Linked DNA regions of Gossypium hirsutum: region 1 is linked to region 2. Evidence: chromatin contacts called from public Hi-C data. All regions are on one chromosome and are shown on one strand. Each heading gives the region's core, a stretch centred on a gene start, on an enhancer-like site or on the middle of the called end of the contact. The rest is flanking DNA. Distances are from core to core; before and after follow the strand shown.

The links. A called contact is a pair of places that touch in the nucleus more often than the background predicts.
Region 1: a Hi-C map of leaf shows a contact between it and region 2, with 2.6 times the contacts expected there. The contact joins the promoter of LOC107948961 here to the promoter of LOC107948958 in region 2. A contact is called at or near these places in 5 of 34 Hi-C or Micro-C datasets (callus and leaf).

The regions. Positions count from the first base shown.
Region 1 is chrA04:79,151,673-79,154,372 of Gossypium_hirsutum_v2.1, reverse strand. LOC107948961 reads right to left here and starts at 1,289. Exons shown (of 3, transcript XM_016883641.2): 1 at 304-1,289; 2 at 1-207. The coding sequence starts at 867.
Region 2 is chrA04:78,813,325-78,816,024 of Gossypium_hirsutum_v2.1, reverse strand. LOC107948958 (probable protein phosphatase 2C 65) reads left to right here and starts at 1,406. Exons shown (of 4, transcript XM_016883638.2): 1 at 1,406-1,894; 2 at 2,564-2,700. The coding sequence starts at 1,646.

The DNA.
Region 1 (2,700 bases), core at 40-2,539, 340 kb before region 2:
CAAAGGACTCCGAGTACACACCACAACATCCTCAAGGCCAGACTCTTCTTTTAATTTATGAGCCAGTTCATCCACACCATTACCCTTGAAACTAAAAGAGTACCCTTCAATTGCCTCATCATCAACCTCCCCACTGTCATCTGCAACATGGAAGTATATTGTCCTTCCTTCGGATTTTGGTGGGGAACCCACATAAGAATCACTTGACTACAAATAAAAAAAATGTAAATTGAATCAAACCATTAAAAACAACCCAAATGATCCAAGAGTTAGATTCTTTTTTTAAAGTTGAGATCTTCAAACCTCTTGTCTTGAAAAGTGGGCAGATTTGCCTGAAATTGAAGAAGGTGAATCAAAGTCCAATGAATCTGAGTGAGGAATGGGAGGAGGGTGTTGAATATTCGCTGAGGGCTTCTCTTGAATCTCCACAATATCCACATCCCACAACACCCAATCCTGAGTAGCGGTCCTATGAGGAATATCGTGAGTCACCGAGTTCCTCCAAGGTGGTAACCCTCCATTAGCTCTCAAAAAGTTCCCGTACCGAGTCTTGAGCTTGACTTCACACCCTTCTCTAATGGGTTCCCACTCGACTGACGAGTCGAGCCTCCTAGGCAGTGTCTGAATCACTTTTCGACCCGTCATCCCAAGTAAAAAGGGCTGGTTGGAAGCAGTAAGATACCTGTTGTAAGAGCTTTTTAGACGGATAATGGTTTGAGATCCAGGCACGAACTCGACGGTCCATCGAGCGGCCTTGGAGGATCCATTTCGGTCTTGAGTGACGGATTCTTCGTCTTCATCCGCGACCAGATACTTGTCGTGGTGGCTGCGTAGACGCACCGATTTGGCGTTTAGGAACAAATCCATTCCCGTCCTACACTAGGAATATTTTTAGCTGCTCAAAACAAAGGAAGAGGAAAGAGGGAGTGAACAAAGAAAGATGAGATTTTTATAGCCCAAATATGTTTTTCTTTTCTGTGACTTTAAAAATGGCGAAATTTTACTACTAACAGAGGAATACAGTAGAGAGGGACGTTAGTAAGTGGTGCGAAGCTGGATCTCATGAGAGTCGGCGGCGGCCATTGAATAAAGAAAGATCAAAGAAGCACACATGGGGCGTAACGCGGTAAATTTGCTTCACATGTGATGGCGATGATTTCGGGAGCAGTACGTTACGCACGTGGTGGGTCTATGTTGGACCATTTTGGAACATATGAGAGAGAAAGAGAGAGCGCTGTAATGCAATGTTTCTGCGTCTTTGTAAGAATAATTTAAAGTTGATCTTCTTTTGCCCAAATAGAAATGATCTGCCAAGCTTTACAACAAAACAATAATTTAATAATGATTTCTTTTTCCAAATAGAAATTATCTTTTATATGTAAAAGACATCAAAGAAATTGATATTCTCATCTAATCGTAACTCAAATTATAATAGAAATATGCTCCACTCAAGACTATAGTGTCCAAGGAAAACATTTGTAAGAACCCAAATGTCATAAAGTTAAGCATTCTTATCATAAGTTAAGCATAGACAAAACTAAGTTAATGTGAATTTGAGAGTACTCAAATCATAATAGGTTAGAGAGAGAGATTTATTATTCTGAAAAAAGTCTCTCAAACTTAAAAATAGTTTGAAGGTTTATATGGGGGAGGGGGAGGGGCAAAGGGAGGAAACAAGAAAAAGAGAGGGTAGAGAAGAGATAAGTAGATGATGGCAATAGGAGTAGTTGTAAAGAGGTTGTCACCACCACAAGGAATTGATCATCATGGCTTCAGCGACATCACTTGATATAACCCTTCCACTAACTCTGTTCATTTCACTCACAACATCTAATCAAATCCAAAGTTAGTTGTAGGGAATGTGACAGGCCTTGAAGGACGCTCACTTTATGTCATGATTCCTTTAGGATCATACTCTATTGCGGAAACATCGTTTGATCAAGGTTTCTCTAGTTTGAATGTAGATTGTCTCTCTTTTCTTAAGTTAGCAAATAGTAAAGTAAACTAATAGGCATTCTTTGGGGGAAGTGAAGTAAACTAATAAGAATGCTTTGGGGGAAGTGAAGTAAACTAACAGGTATGGTTTGGGGGAACTAGATTTGATATGCTACACCCCCATTGATTCCCTACATTTGTCAAGTTTTCAAGTTTCCCACTAATTAATCCTCTAAAAGCCTACTTACAATGAGATGGTATCTTAGCATCCTCATAAGGCTGATCTTTTTTGTTCGCGTAGATTGCTTGAAGTTTGACTTTAGGTTTTTTTTGCATTCTTTTATAGTTAAACTTCTCAAGATCATAAGCATCACCATTAGCTAGTTCCAACCTAATTCTTGCATTATTATCATGAGTGTTATTACGCTTTGCGAACTCTTGAACATTCCCCTCATCGTAGGTCTTTTTTTAGCATTTTATTTTGTTAAGAGAAATAGGGCTTTGGAGTTTCTTATTATCTCTACCATCTTTCTCTTAAACTTTTGAACAACTTTTTTTATTGATAAGAGGTAGTGAAAATATGGTTTTGTGGCCATTCAACTTCTTTCAAGCTAGATAAATGGCCTATTCATACTATCTAAAATGAGCATAGGTTTTTAGGGTTCCTAAGCCTATTAGAGTAAGAAATAGAGGCCTTTAACTATTAGGATTTAATGCCCTAAGTATACTATATTTATCATTTCATACTTGTAATTTTTCAAATAG
Region 2 (2,700 bases), core at 157-2,656:
ACATGGGAGGGGGGTACGGCGCAAGGGTGAGCTAGGGTTTTCATTTTCCTAAACATGAGTTTAGGTCTTGGGCTAACGGGCCTAATCTGTAAAGGGGTTAGTGGTTTAGGTTAATGGTTTATAATTGGGTTAAAACTTTTTGTAAGTGGACTGCTTATATTTTGGGTTTTTATTTAAACGGGCCGGGCAAAATTAGGCCCGTACAAAGATAATAACGTTTTTTTTATCTTATAAATTTAAATTGAATAGAATTAAGGGTAAACTATTAAAATAGTCATTTTTGTTTATCTCATGTTATATTTTAGTAATTTATATTTGAAATGTTATATTTTAGTCATTTACGTTAACGTATTGTAACATTTTAGTCATTGAGCCATTAATTGTCGTCAATGGTATAACGGTAAGTTAACGTGGCACGTCAAATTATCATTTCAAACAAAAAATTTAGGTTAAGCAATATAATTGGTCCCTCATTTTTTTTTTAGTAATTTAATTTATTTTTTTTATGTTTTTTAACTTTTTTTCATTATTTTCCATTCTCTTCTATTTCTCCCTTTTTCCTCTCTGTTTTCCACATAATTAATGCAAAGAAATTGGATTTAAAAAATGAGACATCTGCAAAGTTGTATCACTTAAATGATCTAATAATTAATTCAAAGAATTGGGATTTCAAACATAAGACTTCTACAAATTATGTCAAACAATCAACTATAGGTTACTTGTTATGTGTAACATTTAACCATATGATGGATTTAAGTGCTTGGTTGCACGAAAATCAATTGAGACAACTCTTGAAACTGTTATTAGAATACGGAGAAGGGAGAAGGGAGAAGGGAAGATAAAAAAGAAAATTAAAAGAACATAAAAGAGATGGAGAAGCAGAAGAGAATGAAAATAATAATAATAATAATAATAATAATAAAAGAATATAAAAGGAAAAAATAAATTGCGGAAATGAAAAAATCAAATCCAATCATACGAAGACTCCCTACTAACCGAAATTAAATGAAAAAAATAGGAAAAGAGATAGAGTCGAAGCAATTAAGGATAAAAGTGGTTAGGGTTTAACGAAAATAGCTCTTGAATGGAACATTCTAAACCTAGAAAATAGAAATTAAAAGAAAAGAAAAAAACCTGAACAAACAACAAACAGGCATGTCATGTACTCTACTGTGACATTACTGCCTGCATCACCCACTCTCCTCTCATCGTCCCTCTAAATATGCAGCACAAATATGAAAATAACAATCAATAAAATTAAAAATAGCTTACCCTTTTCTTAAAAAAAATAAAAATAATAACAACTGTGATATATATTTAGTAAAAATATTTTTTTTATTTTACAAATTAATTGATGTCATCATGTATGATAATTGTAAATCTTTTTTTTTCCCCAAATTGATGTCCAAAATAATCAATCAATGTATAGATGGACATCGTTACCATTACAAAATAACCAAATATCTCTAATCCCTCTGTGTCCCCTCCACCACCAACTATTTTTCCTTCTCCAATTTGGGGCCTTTGATTTTTACCTCCGGTTCCATAGCCTTGTTTTTTGTGGGTGCTGCACACATTTTTTTTTTGAAATTTTTTTTTAAGGAAAAAGGGGTATATTTCCTTGGATTTACACCCACACCAAACGATGGGTGCCTGCTGTTCTACGCAATTCAAGTACAAAGGTAGACGGTATGAAAAAGAAGGATCAGATGAAAAAGAGGATGAGGGGCACCATCGAGACCACAACATCAACAATGATGACAATAGCGCCAATGTTACCAGGATTGGACATGCGGGGGCTATTGTTAGATTGCAAGGCTCCTCCTCCTTGACCTCAATGTACACTCGCAAGGGCAAGAAGGGGATCAACCAGGACGCTATGACCGTTTGGGAGGTCAGTTCTTCATGGCTTAATGAATCATTTTTAATCTTATGGAATGTGATTAATTGTTGGATTTGGTGATCATCTGCTATGGCTACGTATGTTTTATGCAATAATCGCATGCCTTGTGTTTTTGTTGGTTCCTGTTATGTTAGAATGTTTTGTTCTTTCAATACAGGAGCGAACCCTGAACTTTATGTTAATCAACTTGAAACCGTACATTAAGTGCATTTATCATCTTTTCTTCAATCCCTCAATGTCTAATTTATGCCCTTACCTACTGATCATCCAAAGATTCAGTCTAATTATGTTTTAGTCCTTTTATTATGCTAGAATGTGTTAGCCAAATCATTATTGGATTTTCACATGACCTTGTGTGATCGAATAATAGCAAAAAATTCATATCACCACTTTAATGGTAATACCTACCCGTGTTAATAATTTGGATCTACTAATACCATTTATAAAAGCAAAGTGGCAAATTTATATCAAATCAAAAAAGAGGGATTAAATCTCAAATTTTGACATAGTTGAGGAACTAAAACTGTAATTGGACCCAAAACTTTAGATGCAGATCATCTTTATATCATGATAGTAGGTATGTTTTATTTATTTGGCGCTGCTTGAATTGGTGTTTTAATATTCCAAAAATAATGGAACTAAACAATTGAAAATATGCAGAACTTTACGGGGGAAAAGAATGTGTTCTTCTGCGGTGTATTTGACGGTCACGGTCCATCGGGTCACAAGGTTGCACGCCACGTATGCGATGCCTTGCCATTGAAGCTTTCGACAATGCATCAGCCTCGGCCCAGCGC